Linked DNA regions of Mus musculus: all the other regions are linked to region 1. Evidence: chromatin contacts called from public Micro-C and promoter capture Hi-C data. All regions are on one chromosome and are shown on one strand. The core of a region is the stretch at or near the end of the contact, and the rest is flanking DNA. Distances in the headings are between cores, read along the strand shown.

Region 1 (4,448 bases), core at 1,219-3,718:
TTTGAAAATGCCAGCAGAGTAGACTAGCTTCGGGGTCTGTCAATCATCCCTTCTGACCCAGACTGGCTGAGGGCGAGGTCTGGAAATGCTAGTACTTAAGCCTGCGCTAACCTGTACAGACCTTCCTGTGGGGGACAGGCCGGAGGATGGGGTGCGCGGGGGGGTGTCATTTCCTGCAACTTGGTAAGTGAGCACTTTTCTAGCTATAAGTGGAAGTAGCGGGTGTGCGCCAAGACATCAAATGGATTATTATTTCCGACGTTTCCTTGGGATCTGAAACCAATGGGAATTAAGAAGTAATAAAACTGGCCGGGCAGTGGTGGCACACGACTTTTATCCCAGCACTTGGGAGGCAGAGGCAGAGGCAGAGGCAGAGGCAGAGGCAGAGGCAGAGGCAGAGGCAGAGGCAGAGGCAGAGGCAGAGGCAGAGGCAGAGGCAGAGGCAGAGGCAGAGGCAGAGGCAGGTGAATTTTTGAGTTCGAGGCCAGCCTGGTCTACAGAGTGAGTTCCAGGACAGCCAGGATGAGAAACCCTGTTTCCATCACTTAAAACGTATTTTAGTAGGAAGGGGTGTTAAGAATCTGAGAGACCTTGCAGAGGAACCACAGGGCCGACACCTGCAGTTCTCAATGCAGCCTCTGGGAGGCGCAAAACGCCGGCCCCTCGCCTAGCCTTTGGCGTTGGCAAACAAGCAGCTTCCCCTTGCAGCAAAAACGTCCTTTAAGGAGTTCAAAAATTAACACTGAATGATCTATATTCACCACCCACCTGGAGAACGCTCCAGTAGAAAGGAGAAAATCCACTCTCTCTCTCTCTCTCTCTCTCTCTCTCTCTCTCTCTCTCTCTTCTCTCTCTCTCTCTCTCTCTCTCTCTCTCTCTCTCTGTGTCTGTGTGTGTGTGTGTCTGTGTGTGTGTGTGTGTGTGGGTGGGTGTGTGGGTGTGTGTGAGTTTTGCCTCAGTCTGGCAAGCTTCATGAACGCCCTTTGCCCTATCCAGTCTCCCAGGCTTCACTCAAGAATCTCCAGAAGTCCCCTAGCACACTTTTCTGTGTTAGCACAGAGAGACGCAGACGCCCACAGTGTCGTGTTCTGCGGGCGAGCAGTCTGGAAGCCTGATGTGCAGGTCCCACGGGACAAACGATAAGTTCAGAAAGCTCTCAAGATCACTTCTAATTTTATTACGTTATCAGAAAAGAACCTCTTGAAGAAACATTTTTAAGTAGTTGAAATATTTCAAATTCTCATAAGACAAACGGATTCTTGGTCCTGGGTGGCAGGCTCCTTTCGGTCTCCAGGCCCGGGCGCCCGGTGCAGGCGTTACCCTGATTCTAAATGATGCGCATAATAGCACAGGGTTCTCGGTGCTTGGGGTGTCCCAGCTCAAACCCCCCTGAGAGGTCAACGCGAGGCAATATTTGGTGGGTGGATGAGAGGATCTGGATTTTTCTAGGTCGGCCGGTAGGCGGCGCCCTGGGAAAAACAATGTGGAACAGCCGAGTTCCCGGAGTCTGAACCCCGGAACCTCTGGGGTTTGGGGCACAGTAGCCTTGGTGTACAGCTCACTCTCGAGCTTAGCACGCGTGCATCAGAATCCCAGCAGTCAGAATAAGCCTAAGAGGTGCGCACCCAGTGGCGGGGGAGCGGCACGCTGCTCCGACCCCCACGCGCCGGGCAACCCCGCGACCCCGGCTCCCGACGGGGCTCGGCCCACCCCACCGGCGGCAGGTGGACAGTGTTGCTATGAAAGAGAAAGCGTCGATTGTCCCCACCGCGAACTGCCACACGCCAGACCTCCTCTTTTGTGTGCCCCGTATAGAAATGCAAACGAGCCGCGTGTGCCGGCAGCAATCTGCTGGTCCCTGCTGCCCGCGTCCCACAGCGATCTGCTAGGGGTAGGGGTGGGGGATGGGAGGGCTTAGACCTTGCAGCCGCGACCCCGAAAGGCGCAGAGTCCTGAGTCCCTAGTGGCAGCCTAGGCCTAATGTCAGCTGCAGTTGCAAACCTTTGACTTTAAGTTTCGGTTTCGATGTAACAACCCTATAAACTTCAAACTGAAAATTGAGGAAAAATTAGAAAGGTCGCAAAAAAAAAAAAAAAAAAAAGAGCAAAAAAAAAAAAAAAAAGAGGGGGCTTTTACATTCTCCAAGTGTGCATTCTACAAATTCCAGTATCGTATCAGCAAACAACGTACTTTTTTTTTAAACTTTTTCCTTTTAAGGACTTACAAAAAAAGAAAGGCGAGATGAAATCTGCAGGCTCCAGTCTGCCTGGTAACACCCTGACAAAAGCGGCAGATTTGAGGCTGTGTCATCCCCCGCACCCCTCCCCACGTGGCCTTCTGGCACGAGCCGCAGGCCTGCCGCCTCATTTGCATCAGAAAGCGGGCGCTGGCCAATGGGAGTGCAGCCTCCCGCCAGCTGGCGGCGGCGCGCCGAGCCTGTCTATAAAAGGGCTCTCCCGGCCCAGCCTGGCGCACTCGCTGGTGGTGGGCGCGCATCGGACTCTGGGAATCTTTACCTGCGCTCGGGTTCCCTCCGCACTCTTTTGGATAACTTGCTGTTCGTGGATCGCACAATGACTCTGGAAGAAGTCCGTGGCCAGGATACAGTTCCGGAAAGCACAGCCAGGTGGGTTTTGGGGTGCCGAGAGTTGGCCTTGTCTGGTAGTGGTCTTACAGGGTCCTCTAGGATAGAAGTTTGCAGGGTGGGAGCCGTGCACTGTCTGGCTGTGAGGTGCCGAGGCGCGGGACCAGAATTACTGCATTCGATTCGTGTCTAGAGCTAGAGTTTGGGGTGCCAGCACCTGATCGTAGTTGGGGAGCCTGATATACGGGCGCCAGATCAGAAGTAGGGAACTGGGAGTGCAGGCGCCAGGTCGAGACTGGGTGATGGGGAATGAGGGCGCCAGATCATGACTAGGGTGCCAGAGGTGTGGGCGTCAGGTCGGGACTGGGGATCCGGGTGTGTGGGCGCCAGGTCGGGACTGGGGATCCTGGTGTGTGGGCGCCAGGTTGGAGTTGGGAGGCAGGAATGCTGGCGCCAGGCAGGTCTAGGCTAAGGGGCCAGCTGGGACTTGGAGGTCAGGGCAGGGATCTCTCCGTCGCGTCCCCGTGCTGGTCCCCACTCACGGCGCTTGTTCTTTCACAGGATGCAGGGCGCCGGGAAAGCACTGCACGAACTTCTGCTGTCGGCGCAGCGCCAGGGCTGTCTGACCGCTGGCGTCTACGAGTCCGCCAAAGTCCTGAATGTGTGAGTGTAGAAAGGCCCCGCGTGCAGGGATTGGGGTTGGCGCGGCGCGGAGACCTGGGGGTGGCATCGACTCTGACCTTGTCCTTCCCATCTGCTCTGCAGGGACCCTGACAATGTGACCTTTTGCGTGCTGGCTGCCGATGAAGAAGATGAGGGCGACATAGCGCTGCAGATCCATTTCACGTTGATTCAGGCGTTCTGCTGTGAGAACGACATTGATATCGTGCGCGTGGGAGACGTGCAGAGGCTGGCGGCGATCGTGGGCGCCGACGAAGAGGGGGGCGCGCCGGGAGACCTGCATTGCATCCTCATTTCGGTGAGTGTCCCCCACTGTTTCCCTACGCCAGTCCCCCAAACCATCCTGGCCAACGACAAGCATGGCTGACCCATGTATTTTTTTTTTTTTTAAATTCAGAATCCTAATGAGGACACATGGAAGGACCCTGCCTTGGAGAAGCTCAGTTTGTTCTGCGAGGAGAGCCGCAGCTTCAACGACTGGGTGCCCAGCATCACCCTTCCCGAGTGACAGCCTGGCAGGGACCTTGGTCTGATCGACTTGGTGACACTCTAGCGCGCTGCTGGCTCTGGAGTGGCCCTCCGAGGGCGCTCGAGTGCGCGTGGAGACTGGCAGGCGATGTTGCCTGGAGAGCGAGGAGCGCGGCCTCCCAAGAAGGGGGTCTGGCGGCAGCGGGGACACCTTGTTCCGAGCCCAGGACTCTGCCAGTGTCCGGAGAGGCTGCTAGCACAGGAAGGCCTAGGCGAGGACGTTGGCCCCAGGGCCGGGAAGAACCGACCAGCGAGGCAGGTGTGACTCAGCAAGCAGCCTTCCAGTGAAAGGAGGGGAAAGAAAGGCAGGCGACCGCCTGGACTTGGTACAGCGGCAGGAGCGGCCACTGCAGGAGCGAGCTGGACTTAGCCGACTGCACTGCTCTTTCAAAAAACGGATCCCGGGCAATGCTTTCATTTTCTAAAGGACGCTATCGTGGAAGCTTTGAATATCACAATAAACTTATTGAAACAAACTTAATGCCTTTTTATTGAGGGTAGGGGATTCTAATGGGGAGGGGGCGGCGGTAAAGGATGTTTCACGGCACCTGGGACCACCTTTCTGTTGGGGCAAGAAACTGCAGCCTCCTGGGGCTGGCGGTGGGGGAGGGGGTGCAGGCGAGTAGTAAACGGGAGAACTTGGGCCAGAGTACTG
Region 2 (4,448 bases), core at 506-3,005, 2.7 Mb after region 1:
ATCTAATAAAAGCTTAAAAAAAAAACCAAAGGACTAAGAAAAAAAAATAAAGATTTAAGGGCTGAGTGGAGGAACAAGAGGCAGTTAGACGCTAGAGATAACTGATTAGAAAAACCACAGTCAAAGAGACAGGGGTATAGCTTAGCCTGTATGGAGTCCTAGATTAGATTCCGTGTGTGTGTGTGTGTGTGTGTGTGTGTGTGTGTGTTGTGTGTGTGTGTGTTGAGATGGATGCTTGATAGCACTACAGGAAACTTACTTTACTGTATCCCTTTATAACAATTCACCCACTGGACCAAAACATCTGAAACCTGTGGTCAAGCTATTTGCCCAACAGGCCAGTGATCTCTCTCCTTCCCTTCCCTCCCCTTTCCCTCTCCCCTCCTCCTTTTCCTCCTCCTTCCTCTCCCTTTCTCTCACCCTGGCTGACCTTGGCCTTTCAAGAGCTAGGATTCAAGGCAAGCACCGTGATGCCTGACTCAGAGCAGTGAACCTTCAAGTGTGTTCACCAGACTCTAAGCAATGTCAATATCACCTAGAAACCTGAGAGAAATACCAATTTGGGGCTCACTCCCAAAACTCAGTTTCTCAGTCAGAAACACTGGTGTGTAGTCCTGCAAACTTTATTATACACTCTCTGGCTGATTCAGAAGTTCACTAAAGATTAGAAAACACTGCATCACACGCTGCTTAGACAGCACACAACAGCTTTGCCTCTAGGAACTCCCCCCTTTTTGTTAAAGACATTTTATTATTCTATTTTTTGAAGTTACTTGAGCATAAGCAGCAGGGTTTTGTCAGTATTGCACATTTTTAAAATAGCCATGGGCCCTATTTTGATTTAATGTCCCTACCCTTCAACAAAACAACCAAAGAATTCACTACTTACCCATATTTCCCTCTGATGGGGATACAATTTTATCCCTATATTTTCTGCTTGCTCACAGCATTGGAGTATACGGGCACTCTGGGACCTCATAGCTCTCTGTATGTGCCTTTTCAGTGGTTTCTGTCAACTAGAAACTCAACAAACTCTTACATCTGACAGTTTAAATTCCTGCGACACGTATTGTTGGTGAAACCGCAAATCGGCACAACTTAAGACAATTTGGTACCATTTGTCAAAATAACAATAAAAACATAGATTTGATCCAATAAACCTGCTTCTGGGAATTTATCCCACGGATTTACCTGCACACACAAGAGTGGGTATCTCTCCCTTATCTCAGCCAGAAGCCCCAGTCAATAAAACCCTAGGTTCAGGTTACCCTTTTCAGCCCCTCAGGGCTTCTTTAACCCGAAGGCGTCACTGCTCCTTCTGCCAGGTGCAGGCTCCACTACCGGGTCAATTAAATGCGCTATCAGAGGCTCCATCAGCTCACTCCAGTCCTCACACCTGCAGCCAGGGGCTCGTCACCAGCACTGCCCACTGTGATCGGTTGAGAGCGGCGGCGGACAACCTCTCAACCTCAGCGTTTTTCAAGCCCGCCGACCATGCGGCCCAGCCCCTCGGTTCTATCCCTCCCTTTCCCTCTCTTCCCTCTCTCTCCTTCTCTGAGGGAAAGGGAGCCTGGCTCCTCCAGGGTTCTGTGACACTGCCCTGACCCGGGCGCGCGGCTGCCCCCGAGATAGGCGGGGCTCCGAGCGGGACCGGTCCTCTGGAGGCGGGGCGCGGTGGGGGCGGGGCAATGGAGGGGGCGGGGCCGGCGGGGTACTAACCCCGGTGTCTGCGACGCCTTCGCTGCAGTCGCTTCAGCAGCTGGAACCGGAGTCGGAGTCGCCGGGGCCGCTCGCCGCTCGCGCGTGGCTCCGCCGGGCCCGTAGCCATGGAGGACTTTATCGTGATCTCCGACGACAGTGGCTCCGAGAGCTCGGCCGGGACCCGCTCGGGCAGGGCGCGGAGGCTGCGCCGGGCCCTGTCTCGGACCCCCGGCGCGCTGCCCCGCCGAACCGTGGTGAGTGAATCCACTGCCGCTCGCCACGCCCGACGGGAGCCGAGCGTCGCCCCCTCGGGGCCTCAGCGTTGCGACCCTGGCTCCCCGCCGCCGTGTCTTCCCGCCTTTGGCGGCCTCGGGCCTCGAGGAGCTCGGTGGCGCCGCTGGCAAGGCAGGCCTCGGGCTGGCCAGCGCTGAGCCCTACAGGGTTGTGCTGCGGAGCCGGCCGAGCACATGGGCGACACACTGAGCACCAGTGCGAGCTGCCAAGCGGTGGCCGGCGGTGGCCTCCGGCCCGAGCTGGCTCCAGAGCTTTGGCAGCGGGAGGAGTGGGGGGTCCTGGCCAGGCCGCAGCCGCCACCCGGACCTCGAGGCGGGCGCGCGGGAGCGCGTAATTGTTTGGCTTATGATGGGCACAGATGTGTGCAAGGAGGTAACAGGAGCCCCGGCTGCGAGCGAGGGAAGCGCCGCCCTTGGCATGGTGGCGGCTGCGCTGCAGGGCCTAGTTCTTGAGCTAGGGCCCCGATTTTTGAGTTGTGGAGAAGGACAGTTAATTTTGCTTTGCAGATGCGAATCACATACAAAGCCAGGGGGCGGGGCACTCCCACCTTTGTTTTTCCTTCGGTTCTTTATCTTTGTCCCTGCTCCTGAAGTGATGGAATAAAAATATCTGTGGTCTCTGGCTTTCTAGAACTCTCCACAGAAATTTAGTGACCTGACCCCTACCATGATCTACATGCTGTGGCTTCAAAAATCAAGGGATCCTTCTCTGTTCTTCCTAATATGTGTCCTAAATCAATGTCAGCTACTCTATAAGCGTGTAAATCACATTTTGAGTGCTCATTCATTCTAAGTTGCCTTTGGGAAGTCTTCCTACACCCAAAGGTAGGTGTCTTAGGATTACTGTTGCTGTGATGAAACACCATGACCCAAAGCAACTTGGAGAGAAATTGGTTTAGTTTACACTTCGCTGTTCATACTAAAGAAGTCAGGACAAGAATTCAAGCAGGGCAGGAATTTGGAAGTAGAGGTTGTGCAGAGGCCGTATGGTGAAGCGATGCTTTCTTTACCGGCTTGCCACCTCTGGCTTGCTTAACCTGCTTTCTCACAGAAACCAGGACCACTAGCCCGGGGTGGCTCCACCCACAATAGGCTGGGTCTTCCCACTGCAATCACTAGTTGAGGAAATGCCCTACAGACTTGTTTACAGCTGGATCTTAGGCTATACATTTTCGATTGAGGTCCCTTTCCCTCAGATCACTGTAGCTTGTTACAAGTTGATGTAAAACTAGCTGGGACAATATGTGTTCTCTCTCTTTAAGAGAGGAACATAATTTTTGCATTTTTGTATTATCTAGCTTGTAAATATACCTTTATAGCTAGTTTATCTTTCTTCTTTTTTTCAAGACAGGGTTTCTCTGTGTAGCTCCGGCTGTCCTGGAACTCATTCTGTAGACCAGGCTGGCCTTGAACTCAGAAATCTGCCTGCCTCTGCCTCCCAGATATTGGGATCAAAAGCATGCGTCACCACTGCTGGGCTGCTAGTTTATCTTTTAACAGTACCTTTATTGTGGTGTGATTCATCCATATAATACGTTGGGTTGTACAACGTTCATAGTTACTAAATTGTTTACTTCACTCTGATAGGAAACCTTGTTCTTGAGGTCCACAAACATCTTTGGAAAAGTGACTTTTCACCTCCTTGAATTATAAACGTAATTTTAAGTAGAGATATAAAAAAAATTGCTGTTCCATGTATATAGTAAGTATCCTGGCACATGGTAGTTTATCAATTTCATGTTCTGACATTTTTAAAAAAATGATTCAGCTGAGCCTGTTTGCTCTTGCTAGTGAAGACAGCGATGGGACTGTCTGTAGAATAAGTTCCTTACAAAGGAATATGTGCTACCCCAGTTTTTAATTGGGTTTTCTTGATAGCTTTTTTTTTTTTTTTTTTTTTGTTCTTTATATGTTGTGGATAGTAGACTTCTATCAAATATGTAGTTGTTAAAAATCTTTTCCTGCCAGGCTGTGGTGGCATATACCTTTTATTCCAGGGCTTGGAGGCAGAGGCAGCTGGATCTCTTAAATTCAAGGCCAGCCTGTTGTACAGAAGGAGTTCCAAGACATCCAGGAATACACAGAAATCCTGCCAGCACTAAAAGTGTTCTGTTCAAGAAGTCTCATCCTGTGCCAAGAAATTCAAGGCACTTCTCTTCTATTCAATTCAGTATATCTGGTTTTCTGTTGAGATCTTCAATCCATTTGGAGTTGACTTTTGTGCATGGTTGTAAATGGGAATGGATCTATTTGCATTTTTCTACATGTAGCCGGCCAATTTGACCAGCACCATACATATATTGATGTCTTTTTCCTAGTATATATTCTAGCTTCTTTATCAAAAGTCAGGTGTCCTTAGGTGCGTGGACTTATGTCTGGGTCTTCGATTCCATTCCATTGATCAACTTGTGTATTTTTGTGCTAATGTCTTGTGGGTTTTAGTACTATAGCTCT
Region 3 (4,448 bases), core at 661-3,160, 2.2 Mb after region 1:
CTTATAGAGGTATTTTCTCAACTAAGACTCCTCCTCTCTGATGACTCTAACATGTGTCAAGTTGATTAGAAAACCAGTCAGGACATTGGGTCTTTGCTTTCTCTCTCAGTCCTTTTTCAGTCTGCTTTAGAATCAGACTAAGGACATATGGAAGTTCTGAGTATAATGAATACCATTGAAAATGTCTGAGAAATATTGCTCCAAGCTCTGCTCTCCATGTTTGTTTTATGAATTCACTTGCAATTGAGTTAGTTTTCTGTTGTCTAAGGCAGTGTATCCTACTGCCTTGTGATGCAGTATATTCAGGAGCCACAGGTATGGTGGGGAGGTTGGGCAGTAAAAGAATTCACGCAAGACAGTACTAGGTATAAAGGGACATGTTTAACGAGCACGGTGCAATGGGACAAAGCAGTAACAGACAAACTATCTTCTTGGCTTAGACCAGTTTTTAATGTGGGGACTGTCTTGGTTTCTTTTTCTGTTGCTGTGATAAAACATCCCAACAAAAGCCACCCAAGGGAAGGAGGAGTTTATCTTAGGTCACAGTTGGAAAGCACAGTCCATCACCCAGTGGAAGTCAAGGCAGCTGGAGCTTGAAGCAGTGGATCAGAAGGCTCCAAGGCAACAGCTCTTTTAGACCTATGGGTATTTAATTTGATCAGTGTGGCCTTGGTCACATCATCCACACTCAGAAGGAGCACTGCTTTTCTTTACAATGTTAGTAGGGCCTTCTGGGCCAGTCTCCCACAGTAGAAGCCCCTAAAGGTAGAAGCCTGATCCCCACTCCCACCCCCCATGTTCCCCTCTGGTGACCTTTTTTTTCAGCCTGTCCTGGATGTCTGATTGGCTGGATGGAGCTCCTCATTGATTCTGGTACAAACACATCCTTTCTTTTTTACCATTCTTCTGTGTTTGTAACTGTAGGACAATCTACTCCTTCAAAGTGTTTTAGCTGTTTTGGGCTCTTTGTTTTCTCATATACGTTTTACAGTCACCTTATTGGGATACAGACAGACACACTCAATGGGCGCGCGTGTGTGTGAGCGCACACACACAGAATCCAAATTCAGTTCGGAATCTCATTGCTTGTAGAGGTTATTTGGGGTAGAATTTCTGTCTTTAAAAAAAGGGGGAGGGGATTTATCTACCTGTGCAGAGAATGCAATTCGTTATTTGTTGTATTGTGCTGGCCTTCAGAATGCGTCCGAGATTCTATGCTTCTCTCCTCATCGTCCAACCTGGTCTAACCAGGTCCAACCTGACTAAGCTCATGACCTCTGGTCTGCACCTCCCCTATGGTCCCATCTCTGTCCAGCAGCCAGTGACTCTTTTGAAGGTGGCACTTGTATTGTCTAGTTTTTCTTAGAGGGCTGGCTGTGCCAAGCTCCCCCATTTTAAGAAGCATTAGGGGCTGGCGAGATGGCTCAGTGGTTAAGAGCGCCGACTGCTCTTTCGAAGGTCCCGAGTTCAAATCCCAGCAACCACATGGTGGCTCACAACCATCTGTAACGAAATCTGATGCCTTCTTCTGGAGTATCTGAGGACAGCTACAGTGTACTTACATATAGTAAATAAATAAATCTTTAAAAAAAAAAAAAAAAAAAAATACCTAATAAAAAATGGAAAAAAAAAAAAAAAAAAAAAAAGAAGCATTAGCCCAAATGAATGGAGGAACAATGATGATGGGTGGTCTTCTAAAAAAAACCAAATTGAAAAACAGTGGCATTGACCCGGGCTGCGGCTAAGATGAACTTAGGAGTTCTCAGTGTGGCCAGAAGCAGAAGCGCGGGCACATGGGGCGTGCGCAGACTGCGGAGCTCAGCAGCCAAAGCCATGAATGACACCGAGGCAGAGGCAGGAACCTCTGGGCGGGGCCGCGCGTCGTGAGCGCGCGTCGTGGCCGCGCTCCTGGGGGCGGCGCGCGGGGCCGCGGCGCTTCCGGCAGCTGGAGGCGGCGCCGAACGGGACCGAGCGGCGCGGGTGGCGGCCGGGTAGGCGGTGAGTGGCGGGGGGCTGCGGAGCGCGCGCGGGGAGCCGGAGGCGCGCGGGATGGCGCAATCTCGGGGGCTGCAGGGGACCCAGTAGGGTCCACTGTGCGCGCTGGGGTATGCCTGAGGCGGGTTACGTACGCCCGGGACCTCGTGAGTCCGCAGCTCTAGACTGGGGCTAGGGAGGCCTCAGCGTGGAACTGATCTTGTGGAACAGATGTGAAAGGGGAGCATCACGCACCGTGCCACGCGTCCCTAGCCACCGCGTGACGAAACATGCTGGGTGCAGGCGGCCAAGATGGCTGCCAGGGGACTGTCTCCACGAGGATGGGCGCGCGCAATTGCCAGGTGACCAGGTGGCTCTTAGTAGCTGGGACCCGGAGGTCCGCGTGGAGATCACTTGGTGGCCGACCTCCAGCTCTTAATCTCTTCAAGGGACCGAAGTGTCCCAGGTAGAACCGTGGGACCCTCACCCTCAGCTCCCACATCGTGTTCCTGCTGATCATCTCAGGTTCAACCGCCTCCAGAATGACAATGACCACACTAAGGTCTGTGCCTCCGGAGTTAGATCTCTGACTTTTGTATTCATCCAATGCTGCCAAATCCATAATCCAGATTTGAAAACTGAGGCATTAAAACTTGAATAACTTGCCTAAAGTGTCACAGCTGGCCAGGGAGAAGAGCCAGGCAATCCGAGTATATATATTGTTTCCACTTTGTCCCTCAGTGACGATGTGACGATTGAGAGACCTCGTGGAAAAGCGTAGTTCTGCTGGATTTCAGAATTTGGGCCTTTACCCGGGACTCTCCCTTTATAGTTTTCTCACACTCCTGATCCCTCATCTGCTGCACCTACTTTGGGTGCCTCTAGTCAGCAGCTCTCAACTGTGGTTGCATATCAGAAGTTTACATGACGATTCATAACAGTAGCAAAATTATGTTTATGGAATGGCAACGAAATAATTTCATAGTTGGAGGAATCACTAAACCATGTATTAAAGGCTACAGCATTAGGAAGGTTGAAAACCACTGCCTAGATTTTTCTCTCCGTCCTTGTTCCAGGCAGAGGCAGGAGTAGAGAGGCGAGCACTGAGGTAAAGAAGAGGACTTTGTGGGTCTTAGAATGCTGGACTCAGGCTTGCTGTGTGAAGGAGAGCTGTTTAGAGGACAAATGGAAGTTCAGCAGGAAGTCCCAGAACCTCAGGCCACCCCTCCCCACCCCCCACCCCACCCCCCTCCCAGGACTGAGGTTGTCACATTCACAGCAATAACAGTGTTTGGGAAGAGTTTGTTAATTCCCACCCAGCTCTGATAAGGAATTGCTCCATCTGTGTACTCAAGGGTGCAGCCAAAGGTCTGCAAAATGGAGAGAGTTGTGCTTAGTTTTCTGTAAAAGTTTGGTGAAACTATCCCGGGGTGTGCAGCAAAAGCTGGCTGAGAGGAAGCATCCCCTTTCCCCTCCTAACTTCTGCCAAGAAAGCTGTGAAGACAGCCAGGCCAAAAGGACTCATAAAGCAGTGGGGCCACTTTCTCTTTTATCTAAACTGTGTGTGTGTGTGTGTGTGTGTGTGTGTGTGTGTGTGTGTGTGTGTAGGAGGAGGAGGAGTAGTAGTAGTAGTAGTAGTAGTAGTAGTAGTAGTAGTAGTAGTATATATGTAGTATATGTCTGGGTGCAAGTGCTCTTTAGAGGCCAGAAGAGGGCATCAGCCCCCCCCCCCCCTGGAATTGGAGTTACCCACAGTGGCAAACTGCCAGATGTGGCAAATTCAGGTCCTCTGAAAGAGTAACAAGTTAACCACTTAGCCATCTCGCAGACCTCCTGCTGCCTGAAAATGAAACAAAGTATCCCTGCAGAAATGGCAGCTTTAGTTGTGCAAACAGGGTGCCTTTAGCTGTGTGTAGCTGTTGAAAAGGTGGTTTGGACTTCAAGGTAAGAAATCTAGATTAGTCTGTAATAATCTGTTTCGTTCCTTCATTTCCTTTGCTAGTTATTAATTTGAAAGTAAAAACTCATTGTTGCCAGGCGGTCCATACCTTTCCTAGCACTTGGGAGGCAGAAGTAGATTTCTGAGTTTGAGGCCAGCCTGGTCTACAAAGTGAGTTCCAGGGCTATACAGAGAAACCCTGTCTCCGGAAAAAAAAATTATTGTTAGGACTCTATCATTGTATAAACTTTATATATCACTTAGTGAGGGGTGGGGGAGGGAGAAAACACCCAGGTCCTTTATCTGTACAAAGTTCAAATTTATTGTTTAGTTGACACTATTAATTTGTAACATAATTTTATAGACTTTATTATGTGTAATCTATGAGTTGATTTTTTTTCCTGGAGCTGAGGACTAAATTCAGAACCTTGTACTTGCTAAACAAGCCTTCTACCACTGAGCTAAACTCCCAACCCCAAGTTGATTCTTTTGGATGGCAAAAGACTCTTTTGGATGGACTGAATATGTTCGATAT

The links. Promoter capture Hi-C pulls out the DNA fragments that hold promoters and counts their contacts. A called contact is a pair of places that touch in the nucleus more often than the background predicts.
Region 2: a contact with region 1 is called in a promoter capture Hi-C map of embryonic stem cells, with 8 times the contacts expected there. The contact joins the promoter of Simc1 here to the promoter of Gadd45g in region 1.
Region 3: a Micro-C map of the G1E-ER4 cell line shows a contact between it and region 1, with 11 times the contacts expected there. The contact joins the promoter of Sfxn1 here to the promoter of Gadd45g in region 1. A contact is called at or near these places in 2 of 39 promoter capture datasets (hippocampal neurons and liver), 4 of 484 Hi-C or Micro-C datasets (all in the G1E-ER4 cell line) and 1 of 115 datasets of contacts at active chromatin or transcription factors (astrocytes).

What each region holds. Positions count from the first base shown.
Region 1 is chr13:51,844,207-51,848,654 of GRCm38.p6, forward strand. It overlaps Gadd45g (growth arrest and DNA-damage-inducible 45 gamma), which reads left to right and starts at 2,469. Exons shown (of 4, transcript NM_011817.2): 1 at 2,469-2,626; 2 at 3,146-3,247; 3 at 3,350-3,563; 4 at 3,663-4,269. The coding sequence starts at 2,574. The coding sequence ends at 3,773.
Region 2 is chr13:54,502,050-54,506,497 of GRCm38.p6, forward strand. Simc1 (SUMO-interacting motifs containing 1) reads left to right here and starts at 1,756. Exons shown (of 10, transcript NM_176987.4): 1 at 1,756-1,955. The coding sequence starts at 1,827. It overlaps LOC115486438 (a long non-coding RNA gene), which reads right to left and starts at 2,265. Exons shown (of 3, transcript NR_168901.1): 1 at 1,720-2,265.
Region 3 is chr13:54,069,935-54,074,382 of GRCm38.p6, forward strand. It overlaps Sfxn1 (sideroflexin 1), which reads left to right and starts at 1,911. Exons shown (of 11, transcript NM_027324.5): 1 at 1,911-1,998.